3 separate regions of the Mus musculus genome follow, and regions 1 and 3 are each linked to region 2. A link is a contact called in public HiChIP or PLAC-seq data. All regions are on one chromosome and are shown on one strand. The core of a region is the stretch at or near the end of the contact, and the rest is flanking DNA. Distances in the headings are between cores, read along the strand shown.

Region 1 (3,451 bases), core at 472-2,971, 130 kb before region 2:
ATGTTTGTGTGTCAAGTTGACAAGGGGGCAATTGTCTAGACTAGTTTTATGCCAGTTGACACAAGATGCAGTCATTTGAAAGGAGGGAAACTCAATTGAGAAAATGTTTCCATGAGCTTCAGCTATAGGGCATTTTCTTAGTTAGAGATCGATGAGAGAGGGCATAGCCCATGATTCTATCCCTGGGCTGGTGGTCCTGGGTGCTATAAGAAAGCAGGCTGAGCAACCCATGGAAAGCAAGCCAGTGTGCAGCCTCTCTCCATGGCCTCTGCATCAGCTCCTGCTTCCAGGATCCTGTCCTGCTTGAGTTCCTGTCCTGACTTCCTACAATAAGGAACTGTAATAAACTCTTTCCTCCCCAGGTTGCTATGATCATGGTATTTCATCACAGCAATAGAGGCCCTGACAAGGATGCCTACCCTCTTCTGATGCTACAATGCAGAAGGCACTCAGTAGATTGGCCCCATAGTTTTGGACTTCTTGAGAACCATGTTCCAAAGGGAACTATAAATTATAATAATAATTTTCCAAGTGAGTGGTATTCTGAACAGTTAAGATGAGCAAGGCAACTTTCACTAGTGACTCACAGCAGTCCCTCCATTGCTTATACTCAGGAAGAGACTTGTGGAGGGGGCTATGGACTATGAACATTTTTGACTATACTTTTATTTTCTCATGTACATAATTTGTTTATGATTTTGAAAATTATGTTACTTGCCTCATCATATAAGATCAGAGCTGGCTTCTGTCTTGTTTGGCATTACATGTAGGCACATGTATGAAGATCCAGCTAACAAAAAAAAGCCAAACACGGAACTATGACTGTGGGCCAGTGGTATAGCTGATGACAAAGTATGTTAGCATGTGCCAAGCTCTGCATTCCCGTGCCAGTACCGAACAATAGGAATTGTAGCAAAATAGGATTAAGATGCTTTTGTCAAAAGCAAATAAATTTCAGGACTAAAGATGTAATTCAGTGGGTGGACTGTTGCCTAGCATACACAAGGCCCTGGTTCAATCCCAGCACTGTATAAACCGGACGTGGTGGTTCACACTTGTAACCCCAGCACAGGACGTGGAGGCAGGAGGACTAAGACTTTAAGGTCATCCCAACTACACAGTCTGAGGCCAGACTGGACTACCTGAGACACTGTCTTTAAATAAATAAATAAAGTTTAACGTTTCTAATGAGGGAAAACTTGTTGGGGGGGGGAGAGTTTAGTGTGAAAATGGGGGAAAACTTGGCACGGGGGATGGGGGGAGAGTTTAGTGTCCAGGGGAGGTGTTTGGCTAGGAGATTTCCAAACAGGATTGTAGCACCCATTGCTACATTATGTAATGTTAATACATTACAGTTTATACAATCTGTAGCTTGTTGGAAAAGAACTTTTGATAAGGAAAACTCAAGGACTGATAGGCCCTTGGAGAAGGGAAAGAATATCAATTAAATGTGGTTCTTCTACTTTGGTAAATCGTAGCATCTCAGATCTGTGGGACGCAGGTGTGCTGGCGACCGGAGGTGGCTGCTGCTGCTGTGTGCTCCATACCTGGGCTCAGGCCTCCTTGAAGGTTAATTGTCACTGTCACCCATCCGCAGCTGGGAGGCCCCTCATAGATCTGGGAAAGCAGATATCATCAGCGTTGGTTTCTGTTGTGCATTTCGGTGAGTAGTCAGGACGGCAGGAAGCAAGCACGGGAGGCAGCTACAGGAAGGATGCCCAGCTGGGCAGGATGGGGCCCGCTCTGCCTACTCTGCGGCAGACTCTCTATCTCTTTCCTGAAGAGCAGGGAGCCCAAGATTGATACCAGTTCCTCGAACCACAAAACACACCAGAGCTGAACACATGGCCAGCCTTGCCTTCATAACCGTCTGCTTCATTCACAAGATATAGTAAGCTTGGGTAGAACTAGGAGCTCGCTGAAGATATGATATTGGGGCAGCTCTCTGTGTCAAAAAAGAACTGACGAGCCAAAATATAAGCATAGAAATATGCTTTGGTTCAAGGAACAACAAGAAGGGCTTTTTAGAGCTCTTCTCCCCTTTCCTCTTGTTCCACTAGTGCCTGCTTGCTCCCTCTGTGAGGATGTAAAGAGAAACCATTAGAAGATTACTGATACTGTCTAAATGTTGGCATAAAACAGGCTTTCTGATGTCTCCCAGTCAATCACGTAGCAAAGGCTTGCCCAGTGCAATGCTATTTGGAAGTGCTGTGGACTTTTAGGAGGTGGAGCCTTCCAGGAGACCTTTTGGTTACTGGGAGTCCACTCTGGAAGGAGATTGCAGGACTGTCTTTCTCTCTGTGTCCTGGTTCATGCCAAAAGCAGTTTGTCCCAAATATAGGATTTCCACCCCTTGCCCAGAGCAATGGAGCTGTTCAATCTTGAATTGAAATCTACAGAAGCATCAGTTAAAATAAGTCTCTTTATTTCATAAGTATCTGCAGCCAGGGTTTCCTTGTAGTGATGGAAGGCCAAGTAACACTGTTGCCAGCTTGTGCTACATAGTTTAAAGTGCGTGAGAACAGAAAGGGACCCCTGTCTCTTTATAATCCCAGTTTGAAAATGGTAGACAAAGAACTGTTTATCCTGCCTGGGCCAGGCATCTCCTTGGACAAATCAACTCAGATGGCAGTCATGTATGCAGGCAGCAGGAAAAAAAAAAGAACTATTCTGTGTCATGGTCCTGATCTGGCTGCCATGACCACCATCCCAAACAACAGTGAGTGAAACAGGTCGGGAGAATGGTCTGTTGTGTAAATTTCCAGACAGAAATCCTGTACAGAAGACAGACTGTTGTGGGGGTAAACCGGCAGGGGTCTGCTTTATGAGGCTAAGAACAAAGTTTTGAAACTTCTTTAGCAGTAATATATTGTCTCCAGTTTAAAATTAGGTACAAAAGTAACTATTAGCCAAATATGAGAAACTAAATAACAAATTCCCAGGAAGAGACCGGACACATTTGAGGGTTACTGCTGTAGACACTATTGTGGCATTTCGGATCCCTCTCCAGTCAATTTAACATACATGCTCCTTTTGAGTTCATTTTTGAAAATTATTAGTATTGTATATGAGATGGGGTACTGCAATGGTGCTCTTCTGAAGTTGGATCTCTCTGTGTTCCGTAGGTTCCAGGGATAGAAACCGGGCTTGAATGGCAAGCACCATTGCTGCTGAGCCATCTGGCAGCCTCAGACTTGGGTCTCAATGGCAATCTGTCCTCTGTGTGTAGAACTCGCCACAGCTGCAGCTATTGCAACACTGCCACGCACCCAGGCAAGTGAGGGGCTCTACAGCTCCTGCTCCATCAGCCAGTAGACATCAGTCCTGGGAACTGAACTCAGGTCCTCTGTAAGAGCAGTACACGTTCTTAACCACTGAGCCATCTCTCCCACCTCACGGGGGTGTCTCCAGGTCCCACGGGTGTGCCATCTTAATGAGCAGCTGAGCAACA
Region 2 (3,730 bases), core at 993-3,492:
GACTGGGAGGGCTGTGTTAGAAATGAACTGCCAGGCGGTGAGTGATGGAGACAGGAGCATGCACTTCTAGGCTCCCTGTTGTTGTTTTTAGAGATGCCAAGGTTTTTATTTTGTCTTAACTTATTATGCTGTTATTATTGTTGATGATGATGATGACAGTGTCTCACTATGTAGATCAGGCTACTTCCAAACTCATAGAGATCTACCTGCCTCTGCTTCCTGAGGCTGGGGTTAAAGGAGAGTAACTGCACACCCAGTTCAAACTCCATTCTTGTCTGTCTCCATCTGCTGTAGCTAATGGCAGGGACAGGGAGGGGCCCACAGAGAAGTGCACCACTGAAGCTGACCAGGGGCCAGAGGGAAACCACAAGATATGGGTGCACAGACATGCTGTCTGGGAGGAGAGAAAGAAGGTGGCCCTTGGATAATTCTTTCCTGGCTTCTGAAATGATCCCACCCAGTCTCCCTAAAACCATACCCTCAACAGTTACCATTGGCCTTTCCCATCTGCTTTCCCACACTCTAGCCCTACCTTGGCTCAGGTCTTCATCCTTCCTTCTGAAGCTCCTCATTGGCCAACCTCTGTACCTCAGCTACACTGATTGCACCAGAGCCCTGCTTAGAACCCCTTTCTTTGTAAAGAGCTAACTGATAAACACGAATGTATTATGGGCCTCCTCTTTGCCAAGTCCCATCTAGACACATAGGATCTAACCATGAACAAGAGGCACATCCCTCCCTGTCCCAAAGAGTTTACCATCTCAATGTCACAGTGTAGACAGGCAAATGACCTGTGGGGTTCTCAGAGCCCATGGATGGAGCTCCTGGCCATGATTTGATCCTCAAAGATTGCCTGAGAAGCTGGTACCAGACAGAGACCCAAAAGACAGAAGACTATGGAAGAGTTGTCACCCAGGCAGGGAAGCAGGGACTGATGAAATGCATGCATCCTGTGGAAGCTTCCTGCTTGGCCACCACTCGAGAGGGAGAGGGTCATACAGTCCCACAATGGGCGTTCCTTCAACCAGCCCTGCTCCCACAGGTCTTCAAGACGTACTTCAAACTGTGGCCTTTCTAAGGAGACTCTGATCCAAGTCCCCATAGCTTAGCATCCTTGGTAGACCCTATGGCTCTAGCACTTTGTAGAATTAGAGTCTTCACAACATGGGAATCCAGAAAGGGCTGCCACTGTGTCATTCATCTTGGTGATCCCTGGCATCTGCTTGGGTCAGGTTTGGTGTAGACATTTAATAGATGGGCCGAATGAGGAGAAACCCTTCTTCAAACAAACCTTCCTCCTAAACGGGGCAGGAAGAAAGGAAGGACTTGTTGGAGAAATTCTAAAAAGGACAGGGCTAGGGAGTGGCTAGACATTAGGAAGCTGTCAGAGATCTGATCGCATCAAAGCAGGTCTCTCCTTGCCCTCAGGTTGGTTTCAAATTGAGATCCTCCTGCCTCAGCTTCCCAGGTATTATAGGCATGAGCCACTCCCAGCTCCAAGGGCAGTTCTCAAGGAGCATGCCTTTAATCCTAGCACCCTGGAGGCAGAGCCAAGCAGGTTTCTGTGAGTTCGAGGCCAGTCTGATTTACCAGTGAGAAAAATAAAGTTCAATCTCGGGTCTCTGGAGGAGGCTGTGAACTGGACTTGTTAAAAGGAATGAAAATTCCCCATAGTAACTCTCAAACCTGGGTCGAGGGGACTAGGCAGAATTCACCTTCCTCCCCCTATTTTCTCTATCCAGTGGGTCACTACATCTCCACAGGTCTCACTCTGGAGAACCTCTGCTGTCCCCTTCCCAGCACAGGTCTCCAGCTGTTGAGGCCTGGCTGGACCAGCTGCTGGGAGGAGGAGGAGGAGGAGGAGGAGGAGGAGGAGGAGGAGGAGGAGGAGGAGGAGGAGGAGGAGGAGGAGGAGGAGGAGGAAGCTCTGTCCCTCCCTCCTCCATCTCCACACCCTCCCTCCTCCCCCGCCCGCTCGCGCCCTCCCTCCCTCCCTCCCTCTTTCTCCTCGGAGGCTGTCGGAGTGGCTTTCGCAGAAGCGAGCGGCGAGCGCCCTGCTCCAGTCCCGCCTGGGAACTGAAGTGTACGAGCGCGGCTCCTGGAAGCCGAGCTCCGGAGCGGCCGGCGGAGGTCGAAGGCCGAGGCGGCGCGCTCAGCTTCGGAGGCCCTGGCTTTGGACCCAGCGGGCTCGGAGCTGCGCGGAGGAGCAGAGCGCACTGCCCGCCGGCCTGGCGGGCGCAGCGGCCGCGAGTCCGGGAGCCGGACTGCGGAAGGGAACACGGCGGCGGCCAGCCGGGGGCAGAGGGCAGAGTGCCGAGCGGCCTGGCTCGGAGGAGGGCGCCGCCCGACCCGTCCTCAGCTCGGCGACCGTGGCCAGCGGAGCCCGGCGGGCCGCGGGTCCTGAGCGCTTCCAGCCCACGGCGGGGGGCGTGCCTCCGCCCGGCCGCGCCGCCCCGGCCCGCTGCCCGCCGCGTTGCCGGGGCATGTGAGCGGGAAGGCCAGGCTGCTGGCTGCCGGGACGCACTGAGCAGAAGCCGGAGCGCGGAGTTGCGACCCCGGGCCCGCGCCCGACCGATTAGTAAGTGCGCCCCTTCGCGCCGCGCGCCCCATCACCCCAGCCTCGCGAAGTTTGACACGCGCGCCCCCGCGTTCCTAGGGACACGCTGGCTCTCTGCCGCGCGACTTTCCATCTTGGGCAAAGTTTTTGCCAGGCGGAGCCGATCCTACCAGACCCCTCACAACGCCGGCCGGTGGCGCCGCGCTGATCCCGCGTCCTTTTGGAGGGCAGTGGCTACAGGCCGTTGGGGGTGGCGTGCGCGCGCCACGCGAGCCGGGCTTCGGGGGTCCTCTACCCGCCCGCCCTTTGCGACCCGCCGGCCTTAGGTCTTTCGCCCCAGCCTGACCAACGCTCCCAGTTTAAGCACTCCCAGCCTGAGCTTAGATGTCCCCGTGCGAGCCCCACGTGGGGCTCGGGTACCCGCAACGCGGAGCTCCGGTCCCGGGGTGCATTGGGCAGCCGGGGTTCAGCGCGCGCCCTTCCCACGGCTCCGGTTCATTCCCCGCGGACCAGCCGGGCGCCGCCTCCCATTTTTTCAGCCCTTGCTGCTCTTCACTCCAGCCTGCCCCTTGCCACCCCTGCGTCCCACGGTGGAGTGTCGGAGAAGCGCCTTTCAGCCCCTTTCACTGTAGAAATAAATTGATCACAGGACTGATGGGATGGGGGTGGGGGGTGGTCGCGTAGTCCCAGCGGTTCGCCATTGTTTTCCCATCCCACGTTCGGTACGTAAACACACACTCACGCGAGTGTGTGTGTGTGTGCGTGCGTGTGTTTGCACGCGCCAGCTGCGGCTGCTCAGATTCCCCAGGAGCTCTAGGGTCGCCCGCGGGATCTCCCCGCAACCAACCTACATGTCCTGGCAGGAGGTGCCTCATTACTTGAAGCTGGGGGGGGAAAGGCACGGAGAGTGGGAGCTGTCCCAGAGTCCTTGGCGAGGCCGGGGGTCCGGCTTGGGCTGGACGTGAATTTTGAACTTCAGCCTTGGATCATTCCGGGAGGACCCCGGGCGCTTGAGCGGTGGCTCTAGCCTGGGAGGGTCCCCAGCAGCTGGCGCTCTTGGCAGCATCTCCGTGACAAGAGCTTAGAGGAAACTGAGGAGTTTTCCTGGGAAGTTTGCTTTAGCTCTGTGGGAATTTCCGGGCCCGGCGCCTTAGCGCTGGCGCTGGCAGAGGG
Region 3 (3,750 bases), core at 1,021-3,520, 100 kb before region 2:
TACATTTAACCCATTTAGTGGTGAGTTCTTTAGCCTTCACCTTTTCCAGCTTGGCAATGCAAGTCACAGATCTAGGACCCAGGACGTAGCCTCCCCAGTGGCCACAGATCTCGACATATCTGTCATTATAATTGGTCCTAATAGCTTCCATCAGCTTAGCCAGACCACCCTTGTCTTCCGAGTTAACCTGTGTGAAGGCAACAGTGGTACACGTCTTCCTGTGGATCAGGCACTCCAGCCTGGCCTTTCACTTGATGATGCAATCCGCGCACCCCCCATCTTTCGACACAGGGCAGGCAGGAAAACCACCACTCAATGGGGTCTACGTCATGGGCAGTCACCACCAGCTGAGTCTTCTTGTTCTCCACCTAGGTGGTGACTGTATTGACCCCTGCTCAGAGGACAGGTAGTCTCTTAGTTGGGACGTCGCCTTTGCCAGCAGCTTTCTTCTCAGCACAGGCCAGTAGCCTTTGCTTCTTCTGCTGCATTGTCTCTGGCCTGTACTTGTGGGCAAGCTGTTTGCCTGTCCAGGGACTGGGTGAACTGGTTAATAGCAGGAGGTACTTTGAGCCACTTATAGAGGATGGCTCTTTACCATTGCAGCCTGATGTAGCAGGGCCATTTGACAAAGCGTGTTAGATCTCTTTTGGGCTAGATGTCCTGCCCAATGCTGAAGTTCTTGGGCCTTTTCTCAAACAAAGGATTGACCACCTTTTCACCTTTTTGGCCTCCTGTTTCTTGATGGTGGCAGGGGCCAGAGCCACCTTCTTCCCCTTGGCTTTCTTTCCTTTGGGCATCTTGCTCATCTGGTAGAGAGAGAGCAATCATAAACATTTTTTCCTCTTTTTTTTATTAGCTATTTCCTTTATTTACATTTCAAATGTTTTCCCCTTTCCTGGTTTCCCCTCTGAAAACCCCCTATCCCTTCCCCCTCGCCCTGCTCCCCAACCCACCCACTCCTGCTTCCTGGCCCTGGCACTTCTCTATACTGGGGCATAGAGCCTTCACAGGACCAAGGGCCTCTCTTCCCACTGATGACCGACAAGGCCATCCTCTGCTGCATATGTAGCTAATCATAAGCATTTTTGTACTGAACAATTGAGCCTCAAATGGACAGAATTGAAGGAAGCCATAAGGTGACTCAATAATCACAACTTGAGCCTTCAATACTTCACACTCAATAGAACAGCTAGGCAGGATCAACAAGGAGGCAGAGTTGAACTTTATAAACAAAGGAAACACTGCCCCAGCCCAGCCGCATTCATTTTCAAATGAACAACCATTCTCCAAGTTCACAAGACCATCTCAACTCAAGTTCTACGAGAGCTGGCTGCGTGGCCTCTTCAGAGATGAAGGTAAGAAGCTCTCTGTCTCAAGGCCAGCCTGGGAAACTTACTTAGACCCTGTGTCAATCACAGCTGTATCATGTTGATACAGCTCAGCAGTAGAGTGCTTGCCCAGCACGTATGAGAGCCTGGGTTTAATTCGCAGCAATGCATCCAAATAAATTACGCAAAGTACAATCGATCGATGGAATCAGCAGTCAATGACAGAAGGCTATCTGGACAAATCTGGACATTTTACACACACTGCTAAATAACAGAACATAAGGAACACAACTAACATACACACTCTTAAGATACTACTTGTTTTTTTCCAGAAAGGGTCTCACTCTGAAATCCTGGCTGACCTTGAACTCAATATATCTGCCTGCCTCTGTCTCCTAGTCCTGGGAGCAAAGGTATAGGATGCTTTACATCCAGCAGGGCTGTAGATTTTAACTTGCCTTTCTTAAAAGTTCTTAAAGGAAATGACTTTGTAACTGTCTACTTTTTAGAAACAACAGTTAAAGTGTCAACCACCAAGTCCTTTGAAATCCTTAAGAAATTTTAAATTTTACTTTTTCTCTTCTTTCTTCTTTCCTTCCTTTCTTTTTCTTTTTATGAGTTAGAGCCTCTCGGTGAGTTCAGGATGGCCTTGAACTTTGTAGTTAGAGCTGCTCAGCTTTCCAAGTAGGATTGCAAATATACACTGCCACACCCAGCTTAGATCGTCCAGAACAGTGAGCCGTCAGAGGCTCTTATATCCACACAGTGCTATTGGCTCTAGAATGCATGGATGACAGCCTGGGAGTGTCCTGACTGGTGGCTGCTGTTCCTCATCATTAGCAGTGATAAGAATAAAGGAAGGACAAAAGTAGGCTCAGGGACTCAGCCCACACTACACCCTATAAGTGGGCTCTGCTCCATCACTAGCCTCACAGAACAAAAGAACAGAGACAAAAGAGAAACCTGAACACCCTCCACAGCTGGACTGCCTCCGCCAGACAGCCACTGTGACTCCCAGGGGACCCAAAAAACATTTCTAGTGTGTTCTGTCCTTCTTGGGTGGCAGAGCTCCCAGGATCCAGGTCACGTTAAGTTCCAGAGCCTGAGCTGCACAAAGCAAAGATCCAGGCCTCCAGTGGGAGCCACTCTAAAGGAAGTTTCCACCCAGCAGGTGGCCAGCCTTTGCCTTCACCAGCCTACGTCATTATCTATAAAATTCATACTTGAGAATTGCACAATCGAGTTACAAAATAAATCAATAAATCACACTAACATCTCCTACTTTTAAGTAGGCTTCTCATGTGTGTTGGGCACATTCACAGTTCATGTTTACAGGAGACCTATGGGTTGTGGGTTGGACATACATGGTAGAGGGGGAAGGTATGGATTTGAATACAGCTTTGTCTTAAGAGGATACCTTGAGACCTGGCAGCGGTGGCACATGCCTTTCAACTCAGCACTCAGGAAGCAGAGGCAGGTGAATCTCTGAGTTCAAGGCCAGCCTGCCTGGTCTACTGAGGAAGTTCCAGGACAGCCAGGGCTACACAGAGATACCTTAGAGAGTGAGAAAGAGGGGGGAGGGAGGGAAGGGAAGGGGAAGGGGAAGGGGAAGGGGAAGGGGAAGGGGAAGGGGAAGGGGAGGGGAGGGAAGGGAAGGGAAGGGAAGGGAAGGGAGAGGGGAAGGGAAGGAAGAGGGGAAGGGAAGGGAGAGGGGGAGGGAAGGGAAGGGGGAAGGGAAGGGAAGGGAAGGGAAGGGAAGGGAAGGGAAGGGAAGGGAAGGGAAGGGAAGGGAAGGGAAGGGAAGGGAAGGGAAGGGAAGGAAAAGATGGAGGAAGACCATTCTGAAGTTGACATTCAGCTAGTTTTGAGAACCTTTGGTCCAAATGGCTTTTGAAAGAATAAAGCATTGTTCTTCAGTTTTGTAGCTGTGAGCTGGGCCTCACTGGGCCAAGAATATTAACATTTTCAGACAGCTGGTTAGCTGAGGCCTGAAGGTTCTGGAACAAATCATGGCTTCTCAGAGAGCAGAATTATTAGACCAATTTACCTTAAGCCAAGAAACTTAGATTCAATCTCTGAGCAAAGAAATAAACAGCATACCAATAATCAGAAGCTGATGGTGTCCCAAATGGGCCAGTCTGACCTCAGCTTACAGAGCCTGGAAATAAGCAATGGTGAGTACCCAGAGCGCAAATCATCTTAGACTCTCTTAGACCCATCAAAAAAAAATAGTGGTTTGCTTTTTTTTTAATCTTTGAAAAAATTATGAAATTATATGTCTATGATGCATGTGTGCAAGATTCGCTCACCCATGTTTGCACATGTGCTCAGAGGACAGAGATTAATGCCCAGTGTCTTCTAGCCCTCCCAGCCTTTCTACTTATTTATTTTTGAATCAAGGTCTCTCATCAAAGATAGAGCC

What was found. HiChIP or PLAC-seq counts read pairs in DNA pulled down with a chosen protein or histone mark.
Region 1: a contact with region 2 is called in an H3K27ac HiChIP or PLAC-seq map of DN3 thymocytes, with 6 times the contacts expected there. The contact joins the enhancer-like site here to the promoter of Sox13 in region 2. A contact is called at or near these places in 8 of 39 promoter capture datasets (the 3T3-L1 cell line, the HPC-7 cell line, HPC-7-derived erythroid cells and 5 more), 18 of 115 datasets of contacts at active chromatin or transcription factors (DN3 thymocytes, the HPC-7 cell line, T-cell acute lymphoblastic leukemia and 13 more) and 3 of 9 other capture datasets (adipose tissue, liver and pancreatic islet).
Region 3: a contact with region 2 is called in an H3K27ac HiChIP or PLAC-seq map of embryonic stem cells, with 8 read pairs. The contact joins the enhancer-like site here to the promoter of Sox13 in region 2. A contact is called at or near these places in 2 of 39 promoter capture datasets (both in liver), 2 of 484 Hi-C or Micro-C datasets (liver and pancreatic cancer cells), 14 of 115 datasets of contacts at active chromatin or transcription factors (craniofacial prominence, embryonic stem cells, fetal liver and 6 more) and 1 of 9 other capture datasets (embryonic stem cells).

What each region holds. Positions count from the first base shown.
Region 1 is chr1:133,548,316-133,551,766 of GRCm38.p6, reverse strand. No RefSeq gene overlaps it. Among named protein-coding and RNA genes, the nearest start is that of Snrpe, 60 kb to the left of the region's middle. Within about 2 kb of position 1,721, at least 30 of the 459 cell types and tissues checked have an H3K27ac peak or open chromatin away from gene starts, as enhancers often do. A contact at or near this core is called in DN3 thymocytes, the HPC-7 cell line and T-cell acute lymphoblastic leukemia, where this site is marked.
Region 2 is chr1:133,422,724-133,426,453 of GRCm38.p6, reverse strand. It overlaps Sox13 (SRY (sex determining region Y)-box 13), which reads left to right and starts at 2,242. Exons shown (of 14, transcript NM_011439.2): 1 at 2,242-2,578.
Region 3 is chr1:133,526,526-133,530,275 of GRCm38.p6, reverse strand. It overlaps the pseudogene Gm8596. Among named protein-coding and RNA genes, the nearest start is that of Snrpe, 82 kb to the left of the region's middle. Within about 2 kb of position 2,270, at least 16 of the 459 cell types and tissues checked have an H3K27ac peak or open chromatin away from gene starts, as enhancers often do. A contact at or near this core is called in embryonic stem cells, intestinal villus epithelium and pancreatic cancer cells, where this site is marked.